Regions from separate parts of the Sus scrofa genome. Here region 1 is linked to region 2. A link is a contact called in public HiChIP or PLAC-seq data. All regions are on one chromosome and are shown on one strand. The core of a region is the stretch at or near the end of the contact, and the rest is flanking DNA. Distances in the headings are between cores, read along the strand shown. Region 1 overlaps SCAI (protein SCAI). Region 2 holds the start of SCAI (protein SCAI).

Region 1 (6,737 bases), core at 3,849-6,348, 65 kb after region 2:
CCTAGTTGGGTTTGTTAACCGTCCAGCCACAATGGGAACTCCTTAAAAGGCTCTTTAAATTGAACTACATTGTATTTGACTGCTGCCTCTATGGGTTTTCCACCCAAGACAGTTTTTATGAATTATTAGCCCTAGGCTGCTTTAAGTCATGTTTCCTCACACCATTTTCTGAAGTACAAATATTTGATACTTTCAGTTTGCATGTTTTTGTGTTTTCTGCCTCATTAACTTCATAAGTAGTCTTTGCATGTATCTTGCTAATAGTAATTTTTTGTAGACGACTGACAGGGTGGCTTTCTTTCCTTTCTGTTAGTCTGTGTGCTGTTCACTCACCTGAATAAATATTAAAATTTGCATATGTGTATGTATTAGGTAAACACATCTCCTTCTTCACATTCGGTAGGCAAAAATGAGGAGTTCCAGTCATGGCACAGCAGAAACTAATCTGACCGAGAACCATGAGGTTTCGAGTTTGATCTCTGGCCTTGCTCAGTGGATCAAGGATCTGGCGTTGCCATGACCTGTGGTGTAGATTACAGACACGGCTCGAATCTGATGTTGTTGTGGCTGTGGCGTGGACTGGCAGCTGTAGCTCCAATTAGACCCCTAGCCTGGGAACCTCCATGTGCCTTGGGTGCAGCCCTTAAAAAAAAAAAAAAAAGGAGTTCCCGTCGTGGCGCAGTGGTTAACGAATCCGACTAGGAACCATGAGGTTGCTGGTTCGATCCCTGTACTTGTTCAGTGGGTTAACGATCCAGCGTTGCCGTGAGCTGTGGTGTAGGTTGCAGACGCGGCTCGGATCCCGAGTTGCTGTGGCTCTGGCGTAGGCCGGTGGCTACAGCTCCGATTGGACCCCTAGCCTGGGAACCTCCATATGCCGCGGGAGCGGCCCAAGAAATAGCAACAATAATAACAACAACAACAACAAAAAGACAAAAGACAAAAAAAGACAAAAAAAGACAAAAAAAAAAAATGTCTTTATAGTCTCCTGGACAAATATCTTGTTTTGTTTTTTGTTGTTTGTTTTTGCCCCATAACATGTGGAGTTCCTGGTCTAGCGATCAGATCCGAGCTGCAGCTGCAACTCACGCCACATGGGATCCTTTAACCCACTGTGCAAGGCCGAGGGTCGGACCTGCACCCCCAGTGCTCCAGAGATCTTGGATCTCATTGTGCCACAGTGGGAACTCTGACAATATCTTTCAAATGGCCTTCTGGCTACATGTGTATCAGCACTGCTCTGTGCTCTGACGCCATTGGCTTTTTTTTTCCTTCACCTCTCTTTGCCCTCAATTCATTCAGTTTCTTTATATCTGGAACTAAGAGAAGTTTGGTACCTATGGATTTCTCTTAATTTTTTTTTTTTTTTTGGTGTAGCACCCAGTAGCTTGATGTGGGATCTCAGTTCCCAAACCTGGGATTGAACCTGGCTGCAGTGGTGAAAGCACCAACTCCTAACCACTAGACCACCAGGGAATGCCCTTTCAGTCATTAATACAGCTTGGAACTTAACTGCAGTCACATGTTGGAGTAATTCAGAAGAATTATTCTCAGAAAATAATCTCTGTATAATTGCAGGTAGTTTTCTGCTAACTGTGGTATGTGAAGATGCTTTGCACTCTGTTTGGTTCATATTATAAGAACACCATCTGACCAAGTAGTAGCTCCTTGTTCCTTTTACACTAAATACAGTAAAACCATCATCATCACCCCCCGCACAGACACAAACTCAACATTTTTTCTGTACTTGGTATTTTTCAATTTATGTTCTGTTTTGGGTGCACTTATAACATTTTAAAAATAATTTTAAAGTGAATTATAATTTGCAGGGCAATTTTATATCCATTAGTTCATTTTATTGCCCAATAACTTTATGAAGAAGCTTTTTTTTTTTTTTTTTGTCTTTGTAGGGCTGGTTCCACGTCATATGGAAGTTCCCAGGCTAGGGGTTGAATCCGAGCTGTAGCCACCGGCCTACACCGCAACTCACAGCAACACCAGATCCTTAACCCCCTGAGCAAGGCCAGGGATCAAACCTGTGTCCTCGTGGATACTAGTTGGGTTTGTTACCACCGAGCCACAATGGGAACTCCTGGAAGCTATGATTAATGTTCCATTTTGATAGCTGAGCAAACATGTGTGTGACACTCTCTAATGCTGATACTTAAGTATACCATCTTTTTACCTGTCTTTTAAAATATCTGAATGTATCAGACAATGATCTCTTTTCTACCGTGTGATTTCTATACCTTCTCTTGGTCAGAATAAATCTTGTATTGTATTTTGGTGTCATTTCATGTATATTCCATTCCTTCCTCAGCCTGTTTCTTTTGGTCTAATCACAGGGTCGTTCCCTATCTTTTTGAAACATTACTAAACTGCGGAATAATGACGGTGATAGTGTACATTATGTAGTGTTTTCCGACTCCTTTCACACCTACATCCTCTCGTTCTCTCTTCACAACCCCTTATCTGAGCTAGGCAGAACAAGTGTAAATTGCTTGTTTTTGTAGATTAAAAACCTGCAACTCAAAGTGTTAGCTACAGTTTTTTATTTGTTTACCGTCACAAAACTAGGAAGTATTTGGAATAGGAATGCTACTTCTGTCTTAATCCAGGGCCCTTTCCACTCTGTTCTGACATTGCATTGTGCTTCCTGTTTTGATGTTATCTGTCATATATAATTTTCTCTGATTTCGTTCATACTTTCATATTGCCAACCACTTACTCAGAATTAAATCCAAAGCAATTTCTCGTGTTGCTTTGTCAAGACTGCCTCTAAAAAGAAATTGTCAACGAAGCAGGTCTGTAACTTGCCAGATGTCCTGTGTTTTGCAGAACAAGTCCTTGAGCAGTCGTCTGCATTCGGTGCTCTTTTGCTCATGTGCCCATTTTGTAAAGTGTTAGGACTCTGTCCTATACAGACGTTGGTATATGTACAATTGTGTGTCCTTGGGCTGCTGTAATAAATTACCACAAACTGGGTGGCTTAAAACAGCAGAAATTTGTGCTCTCACACACAGGAGACCATACAGCCATCAAAGTGTTGGCAAGATTGGTCCTGTGCCTTTTGCTTAGCTTCTGGTGGTTCTTCGGCGTTCCTTGGCTTGTAGCTACGAAGAGCTCCAATCTCTGTCTCTTTCTTCGTTTGGCTGTCTTCCCTCTGTCTTCACATGGCATTCTCCTCTCTGTGGGTGTTTGTCTCTGTGTCTCTTTTCCTCAGCTTATAAGGACACCGGTCATACTGGAGTTCAGACTCACTCTGTTGGAATATGATTTCGTGTTAACTTACATCTTAATTCTATCTACAAACACACTATTTCCAAATAAGCTCGCACTGAGAGGTACAAGGGGTAAGGACTTCAACATACTTTTTTGGCTGGGGGAGATGCAATTCAACCCTCAACAAAGTATGTCTTTTTTTCTTTGTCTCTACTTTTTTTGGCTGCCCTGTGACATACGGAGTTCCCTGGCCAAGGATCAGATCCCAGCTGCAGCTGCAAGCACGCCACGGCTGTGGCAATGCCAGATCCTCAACCCACTGAGCCAGGCTGGGGATTGAACCCATCTTCTGGTGCTCCAGAGATGCTTCTGATCTCTGTGCCACAGAGGGAACTCCTCTTTGTCTCCACTTTTATTGTTACCCATGTGGTATGGTTACATACATGCTTTCCATAAATGTCTATAGAACCAGCCTTGTTTGTACATGATCAAATGTATTTTTCCCCACATAATTGATAGATATATGTATTTCATTCATGTCTTAATCTACCATTTATTTTTAAGGAAACCAGTGAAATTGCATTTGTGAAATTGTATTCACAGTTTTATATTAAAGTTTCAATTATCCATGATCTATTAATACTATAAGCATTTGAGGCCATGACAACTGTTTGTATAATATGGAGCTTGGCTTGTAATTTTGCTTCTTTATATTGTCCTTCCCTTTGGTGTCAGGGTTAAGTTAGCTCATTATAATGAATGTCGGAAGGGAAGTATACATTAAAATGAATGTTGGAAGGGAAGTTACCTGTTTTTTTCAGTGGCAAAACTTATTTGTAAAACCACGTGAGTCAGATGTTCATCTTCCCTCTTCTTTCTCTTCACATAATAACTGTGTAGCTCAATGAATTTTCACAGTGTTAACTCCAGGTCAAGAAATGAAATATTTCTAGCATTCCTCTTATTTCCTGCTTCCTCCCTAAAAGGAACCATTATCTTGATCAGTTTGTCAATTACCATAGTTTAGTTTTTATTTGTTTTGTACCTTATGTATTCTTTTGGGTTTTCCTACTTTCACTCAACAGTGTGCTGGGTTCATCCATGGTATTGCAGGTAGCTGTAGTGGGTTCATTTTCATTACACTATAATATTCCACTTATTTATCTATTTCACTATTGATAGATACTTGATTCCAGATTTTGGTAGTTACAGATTTTACTTCTATGAACATTCATGTTAATGTCTTTTGGTGCATACCCAGTGCATATCTGTTGGTATATTCCTAGTGGCTGCGTATACATTAGTAGATATTGCTAAATCTTTTTTTAGTAGTTTCTATTGCTGCACATTTCTTTCAACACATGGGGTTATCAGGTTTTTAAAAAACATTTGAGACATTCTGGTAGATCTGTCATTTTAACTTTAACTTACACTTCTCTGATGACTAATGAAAGTCACCACCCTTTCATTTGGTCATCCCCTTTTGTGAAACGTATGCTCAAGGCTTTTGCTCACCCTCACCCTCTCCTTTTTTTGTTGGACTATTTGATTGCCTTTTCTTACTGACTTGTAGAGGTTCTTCAGTTATTATTTTGGTTAAAAACCCTTTGTCAAATATATATTGCGAATAACTTCCTTTCCTCTGTGGCTTGTCTTTTCACTCTCTTAATGGTATCTTTTTTTTTTTTTTTTTTTTTCTTAACGGCCCCACCTGCAGCATATGGAAGTTCCTGGGCTAGGGGTTGAATCAGAGCTGCAGCTGCTGGCCTGCGCCACGGCCACAGCAATGTGGGATCTTAGCCACATCTGTGACCTACCCTGCAGCTCATGGCAACACTGGATCCTTAACGCACTGAGAGAGGCCAAGGATCAAACCCACTTCCTCAACCCACTGAACCACAACAGGAACTCCTTAATGGTGTTTTTTGATGAACACACTGTGTATTTGATTTTTAAAACTATCCAATTTTTCTTGGTAATCTGTTTAAGAAATCTTTTTTTACCCCATGGTCATAGGGATAGCCTTATATTATCATAACGTAACTATTTTGTTTTACCTTTTATGTTTATATCCACAGTCTACCTAGAATTTACATTTGTGTATGATGTAGGTCGGAGTCAAGATTCATGGTTTTTCTTCTAATTTAGATATCCAGTTGACCCAGCACTAGCTCTTTTCCCCTTTCTTTCTTTTTTTTTTTTTTGTCTTTTTTGTTGTTGTTGTTGTTGTTGTTGTTGTTGTTGTTGCTATTTCCCCTTTCTTTCTTTTTTTAAATAAACTATTTTTTCTGGTTGCCTCACTACCACCTTTGTTACATATCAAGGATCCCCGTACATGTGGATCATTTCTCAACTCTCTGTTCTGTTGTATTGATCTGTTTTTCTCTTCCTGCACCAATACCACAGCCTTCAGCCCTGCAGCTTTACAGAAGTCTCGAAATCCAGTGGAATAAGCCCTTCCATCTTGTTATTCTTTAAGGTTATTTTAGCTGCTTTTGGCTCTTGGTATTCCCATATAAATTATAGAGCCAGTTTTTCCTTTATCACAAACTTAAGATTTTGATTAGTACTGCATTAAATCTATAGGTCAATTTAGGGAGAATTGATGTCTTTATAATTTTGAAACTTTTGAGTTAAAAAGCATGGCATGTTCTGGAGTTCCCGTCCTGGCGCAGTGGTTAATGAATCCGACTAGGAACTACGAGGTCGCGGGTTTGATCCCTGGCCTCACTCGGTGGGTTAAGGATCCGGTGTTGCCGTGAGCTGTGGTGTAGGTTGCAGACGTGGCTCGGATCCCGCGTTGCTGTGGCTCTGGCGTAGACTGGTGGCTACAGCTCCGATTCGACCTCTAGCCTGGGAACGTCCATATGCCGCGGGAGCAGCCCTGGAAAAGGCAAAAAAGACCAAAAAATAAAAAATAAAAAAGCATGGCATATTCTTTTTTTGTCTTTTTGTCTTTTGTTGTTGTTGTTGTTGTTGTTGCTATTTCTTGGGCTGCTCCCGCGGCATATGGAGGTTCCCAGGCTAGGGGTCCAATCGGAGCTGTAGCCACCGGCCTATGCCAGAGCCACAGCAACGCAGGATCCGAGCCGTGTCTGCAACCTACACCACAGCTCACGGCAACGCCGGATCGTTAACCCACTGAGCAAGGGCAGGGACCGAACCCGCAACCTCATGGTTCCTAGTCGGATTCGTTAACCATTGCGCCACAATGGGAACTCCATATTCTTACTTTTCTATTAAATCTTCTTTAATTTTTACCTCTCAGAGTTTCACAGTTTTCTGTGATGAGATCTTCCACATTTGCATTATGTTTATTTCTAATTACTTGTTTTTGTTTGATGCTCTTATAAATGATATAATTTTTCTTTATTTAAAGTTTCACTTCTAATTATTTGTTCTTGGGGCTAGAAATATGGTTGGGCTTTTTATAATTCACATCATATCCCGTAACTTTGCTAAACTCACTGATTAATTCTAATACTTAATCTCTACGTTCTTTTGAAATTTCAATG
Region 2 (6,271 bases), core at 3,623-6,122:
TTTTCATCAGGGCTTTTCTTTTATTAAATGAGCACAATACTGTTATGATTTTCCCCCCAACCACTCAGCTCCTTGTATAGTTTTTAATTGTATAGCTGTGTGAACGAAGTGGCTAAGACATGTGCTGCACACACTTGAACTGTTGGGTCGGTAGCTTTGTGTTACTGCCCTGACTCCAGTGTAATTCAGGGGGAAAAGTATTTTTTACCTTACAGGGATATGTAGCTATGTATTTTACTAATTGTGAAACACTGGAAATTAATGATGCAGACAATTTGGTGTGGTCTTTGAAAAGCTCTCTGCAGTATTTTTTTTTTTTTCTGTTACCATAAATTGTTTTTAAGTGCTTTCTCCCTTTTGCTTTTAAGTTATACCAATAAAATCAGTGACCCTCAGCCCTTCCTTCCCATTTGACACTCCTTAGCTTGGATTGATGTGGCTGTTTTAGTTATTCATGTAATGTGACTTTATTTTTAAGTCATGGTGTACTGCGTTTGTTTGTCACTAGTTGGGCATGTGCCAATAATATTCTATCCATTCTTTAACTGCCATCTTTGTTTTGCCCGATTTTTTTCCTCTTCAGCTGAATAATGGCTTTTTGCATGAAAAAAAAAAAGTTTTTACTATTAGACATGTGAAGGAAAGAGAGTGAATGTATTGGACTTTGTAAGCCTAAAAGGGATATTTGGATCCCTCTGATAAATAAGGGCTATGTACTATATAGCGTGATCATGTGCTGGGAGATATTTGCCAGTCATAGATTTGTAGGCAGGAGGCTCTGTTCCTCCCTGTATCTAGGCTGAATGTAAAATCCCTTCTGTTGTATTAATGGGGGTAATAACTTTTTATTTGCCTATGATATACGTCGTTTCTAATAAAATGTCCTAGGCTCTAGTGAGAACTGTCGACTTTTAATTACCAATCATTCCCCTTTTCTCATTTTCCTGACATGTTCTTGGCTAGCTTTTTATAGGTTGATGCTTTTTCCTGATAAATCTCACCATTTAAAGGTGTTCATTTGGGTGTGATCTTAAAAAGCCTGTATCAAGAGCACCTCTCTGATATGCAACCTGCATCAGCTTCTACTTTGTCTGGATGTCTTGAACTGTTGGAAGATTTTGATGTCTTAAACCCTGGCTGTTGCTTTTAAAATAAGGTGTGAAATATTGTTCTTTGCATTAAGATTTGTGGGTTTTTGTTTTTGTTTTTGTTTTTGCTTTGTAAGCCCAGCACCAGGTTTTGGAAAAATGCCTGTACTGTGAAAGCAAATCCGAACTCTTGCTGAGCCTCTTTCATTGTCGGAAATAGAATTGCTTTCCATCAGCCTCCAAAAATTGTGTATCTGGAATCAAAGAAATTTAACAGCAAGAATCCAGATTTTTAAATGTGCTTGTTTTCTAAATGCTAAATGTTTGTAAAGCACCTTCAGTTCTTTGGATGAAAGGTGCTATATTCTGTCAGTGTAAATTAATAAAAAGATTATAGGAAGTTTGTCAAAAAATGTTATCTAATGAAGTCTGTAGTATGTCCCAATAAGAGGTTAGCATTTTATATAACACAGTTTAAATTAAAAAAAAATATGCTATTCCTTCACTTGGTTGCTTGACTAGTAAACGGAAATGAAACTTTTTCTTGTTATGCATTTGACTCTAAGCGTTCCAGTTCTTTAAGGTGATATTCCTTATTAAGTCCTGGATCCAGTGCCTAGAACCATGTTTGTGAGATCATCGGAACTTTCTCAGTTGTGTATTTAAACAGTGTGCAGTCATGCTGATGAAATATACACCAAACACCAAAAAGAAGCATTTGGAAAGTCCCCTAGCATGAAGTCAAACACAATAGATTCTTGGGGAAGGTTGGTTCCTTATTCTCCTCTTACTAGTTTTCTGTTTCTTTGTCAATCACTTATATGTGCCTTTCTTTCCCTTGTGATAGTAAGCTTATGCTGGCTTGGGTCATGCAAATGTTTTCGTAATTCAAAAATGCATGAAATTTATGAATTTTTTTGTATCAACAAAATACTTACTATATAAGTATATTCCACTTAATCCATGAGCACCCACTATTCTCAGTACTTTTCTTTTCATCTTTTTGGGCTGCACCAGAGGGATACGGAGGTTCCCAGGCCAGGGGTCCAGTCAGAACTTCAGCTGCTGGCCTACACCAGACTCACAGCAATGCGGAATCTGAGCTGCGTGTGCAGCAAAGCTGGATCCTTAACCCACTCGCTGGTGGAGGCCAAGGATTGAAACCGCATCCTCATGGATGCTGGTCAGGTTTGCTAACTGCTGAGCCACGATGGGAACTCCAGTACTTTTCTTTTTATATAAATGGGAATGGAGGCATCATGGAATAGTGGAGAAAATAAAGTCTTTGGGGTCAATCTAGGTAAAACCCTCCGCTCTGCCAGGCAGTAATAGCAGCTAACATTTATTGAGCACACTTAGATAAATGGCCTATTTTGTGCCACCCGTACTATGGCTCTGACTGTAGTACCTCTTTTTTTTTTTTTCTTCTTCAGATGAGGAAACGGGCTTGGTATTAGAATAGGTAACTTGCCAAGGTTGCACAGGAGAGCTGGAACTTGGAGCCTCTAGAGCATCCTAGAATAGTACATCTTGGACTTCCCATTGTGGTGCAGCGGAAACAAATCTGACGAGGAACCATGAGGTTTCGGGTTCGATCCCTGGCCTCACTTAGTGGGTTAAGGATCTGGCATTGAAGTGGGCTGTGGTGTAGGTCGCAGATGCGGCTTGGATCCCTCGTTGCTGTGGCTCTGGCGTGGGCTAGCAGCTGTAGCTCCAATTCGACCCCTAGCCTGCACCTCTATGTGCCGTGGGTGTGGCCCTAAAAAGAAAGCCAAAACAAACAAAAAAAATCTGTGTCTAAAATAAGAGAATACCATACAGTGTTGATTTTAGGATTAAAGATAGCACACAGAAAAAGCCCAATCCTCGGCCCAAAACTGCCATTTATTGAGGGCACACTTACATACATTTGCCCACATTCCACGTAGTTGGGAAATAAAAATAATCCAAGGCAATATATAATTGCTGACATAGTGTAGTTTATTTAAGTACAACAAATGTGGAGAAGGAAATGTAGGATGGGGAAATTGGGGAAGACTTAGGAAGAGGAAGTGTGAATTAACGCACTAGAACAAGGGGCTGTGCATTTCTTATACAGTAAAAGAAGCAGGGGTTACTAGAACTTGGAGATGATAGGGAGATGGAATGTAAGGGTGCTTGGGAAAGCGTAAGAAATAAATAGCTGCAGCTCTGTTGACAATACCATGTATCAGAGAGGGGTTGGCCAATTGTGAAAAACCTTGAAAGCTAGGCGGGTGATTTTCATTCATACTTTAAGAAACATAATGAGTGATATTCAAGATTAGTGTCAGTAAGTTGATCCTCCCCACCAGCACTCTTCCTACCCCACCTCCCCCAGTCTTCTTTGACAAACTATTTGGGGGTTCTTTCCCTTTTCTAGCTTGGTGATAATAAGGGTGGATATTGTTGGTTGGGATTGAGGCTATTTGTGGTTCTGTAATTTTAGGATTATGTAAAATATTGGGGAGCCAACAGATGTTCAACCTTTTTTTTCCCCCGTCAAAGCCATTTTAGAAGTCCTATTATAGTTTACTATTTCATAGAAGGAAGGTCAGTTTTAACATCAAAAGATGTAAAAAGAGCCATCGCAGAGGACATCCCTTTATACCAAATAAATTTGGCTTTATGAAAAGCAGTCTCATTTTTGCCATTTGTGAAGATCAGTAAGAGACTTGTCCCCAACTTTTTGGTGTGTACAACTCGAAGACGTCACATTTTTGACGTGTAAAAGTGTGTTCTAATAAAACATGAGCTTAAAAGAAAGTTTTATGCCTCCTTCCAGCTCCAAAAAGATACCAAAGATCTACAGAACAAAAATCCCAGGGGAATGCAGAAAGGCTGAAGGAGATTCCACTTTAGAGGAAGAATTTTGTACATATGTTAATCAGTTATGTCTTATTTTCAAGGGTGGCCTTGTTAAAGTAGAAAAAAGCTAACTGATGTATTATGTTTATGTGCTGGTAGTCTTGCAGGCTTAGGTCTGTCAACACTAAAAATGCAAGGGAATTTTAAAAAATTGATTAGCTGGAGTAGAAGTCACAATCTGCAGTATCATTGGACAGTTAGCAACACATTCTATTTCGGCCTCTGAAAACGGTACACATTGTTATTGCTAACTGCATCAATTCTGTTTGAAGGGTTGATTTTCCTTTCTTGGTAATTAAAAAAAAAATCTCTTGCTTTTTTGGACGCCTGCACCCATGCTTGTTATCTCTTATACAGAGAATTGAGCATTTAACCCACGCTTCATTTTGATAGATTTTTAAGTTTTCTTTCTGGATCCTCTAGGAAGGGTATGGTATCTGAGCTCTGACCATTTCACCATGATGTAGTCAGGAACTGGATACGAGATGGTTCAAAATGAAGCTCATTTTGGAGACTCACCTCATTGTCACACCTGCCAGAGGCGTTTGGGAAATTGCAGCGCTTGGCTGTTGGTCCTGGCCTGGTTGCAGTGGAGGGGGTGCCAGCAGGTGTGTGGGATGCAGGACTCTGAGCCAGGAAAACCTGCCCGCAGGTGTCTGGGCGCCGGAGATGCAGTTTCTACTTTAGGCCGCACGGTGGCGCTTAGGTCTCCCCGGCCCTGCTAGCAGTCTCTAAGGCACCTCCGCCGCCACCTGCAGTCTCAACCAAACTCTAGGCGGTGGGATGTGACAGCCCGAGCGTCCAATCGGCCGCCAGGCTCTCGGCCACACTACGGCTCTAGCCAGTGGGAGCCGAGGAGAGGCGCGGAGGAGGCGGGCCCCGCCGCAAGCCTGGCAGAGGCGCGAGGCCCTCCTCCCGCCTCTCCGCCTACTCCAGCCTCCGCCGCCTCAGCTACCCGAGCGAGCCCTGCGGCCGCCGGAGCAGCTCCCGCGGCGGAGCAGGAGCCGGATGGTCAGAGGAGCCCGGCAGCCCCAGCAGCCGCGGAGTCGCCTGGCCCCTAGGTGGGGCGGGGCTGGGAGGAGGTCGGGGTTGGGGATGCGGTGGGGGCGCGGGAGCGGGCCCAGGGGCAGCAGCTCGCGCCGTGAAGCGTTCGGGGCGCCGAGACTGGAGGGGCGGGGGGTTCAGGCTGCGGGGAATTCGGGAGAAGCTTCGGGGCGGCGGAACGACTGGGCGGCGATCGCATCTTCTAGGCCGGATGAGAGGGGCGTGTAAGGGAAGGGGCGCCGAGGGGTGAGACTGGGGGCGCTGGGCCGGGAGGGGCAGGGCGCGCGCAGCCGGCGGAGGGGCCATGGAATGCGGGGTGCGCGGGGCCTGGAGGGGCGGGGCTCGGAGGGGCAGTGCATGGTCGAGAGCGGGTGGGCACGGGAAAGGGGAAGCCCGAGGGGCTTGCGGGGGTGATGAGGCAGACAATGAGTGGGTGGTGGTGGATGGTTTTGGGGAGCTGGGCTGTGACGAATAGGATCTGAGGATGGAGTGAGAGACCAGGAGGCAAAGCAGGGTTTGGGCTAAACAGACGTTAGGGGAACAGTGTATCCCAGGATTGCTTGGTCTCGGTAAATAGGGGAAGCGGAGCATAAGGCATTTGTCAAGTCAGGTATGGGTTTAGCGAGCCTGTAGTTCTGGAGGGTGGTGCATTGAGTTCTTGACTGGCACAGTAGGGCCCGCAGATGTGTCCTGGTATGTTACTTTTAGTTACCATCTTCTCTGTTTGGTCTGTAGACTGACTGGCACAGTGGAGAAACCACCTCGAAAACGGAAAAGCAGGTAAGGCAAAATACCTTCCTAATTTTGCTCTGTGTTTTTCCATTTGCTTCGCTGCACCTATGCTATACTGCATAATTATACACTGTCAGTAGATGAAGTTTTTTATTTAGCTCCTTTCTTAATGAATATAACTCTCTGCAAGCTCTCTCTTTTGAGGACTTCAAAGTACTACCTGTACACTTTTTTTGGTATCCAAGACTATGTGGGGAAGAGATGTAGGTAATTGAGAAGACCTCGTGTTTTTTTCCCTTTAGCCATGACTTCAGCTTCTCCACCAGCTTTCATTAAAAAGCTCATGTTTATTAAACATCTGCTATGTGCCAGGTACGAAGTGTGGGTGCTTATTTGTATTCTGTAATCCTCGAAGCACCCCCTCAAGGAAGTATGTACAATTGTCACTGTTTTTTACAGAAGAGAGAACTGAGGCACAAGAGAGGTCAAGCATTTACCCAAGATCACACACACACATCTCA

The links. HiChIP or PLAC-seq counts read pairs in DNA pulled down with a chosen protein or histone mark.
Region 1: a contact with region 2 is called in an H3K27ac HiChIP or PLAC-seq map of alveolar macrophages. The contact joins the enhancer-like site here to the promoter of SCAI in region 2. A contact is called at or near these places in 1 of 5 promoter capture datasets (liver), 9 of 47 Hi-C or Micro-C datasets (alveolar macrophages, embryonic fibroblasts, epiblast stem cells and 4 more) and 2 of 2 datasets of contacts at active chromatin or transcription factors (alveolar macrophages and skeletal muscle).

The regions. Positions count from the first base shown.
Region 1 is chr1:265,800,957-265,807,693 of Sscrofa11.1, reverse strand. All of the region lies in intron 2 of SCAI (protein SCAI), which reads left to right. Among named protein-coding and RNA genes, the nearest start is that of SCAI, 63 kb to the left of the region's middle. Within about 2 kb of position 5,098, at least 1 of the 83 cell types and tissues checked has an H3K27ac peak or open chromatin away from gene starts, as enhancers often do. A contact at or near this core is called in alveolar macrophages, where this site is marked.
Region 2 is chr1:265,865,700-265,871,970 of Sscrofa11.1, reverse strand. SCAI (protein SCAI) reads left to right here and starts at 4,872. Exons shown (of 18, transcript XM_021068616.1): 1 at 4,872-5,035; 2 at 5,754-5,798. The coding sequence starts at 4,983.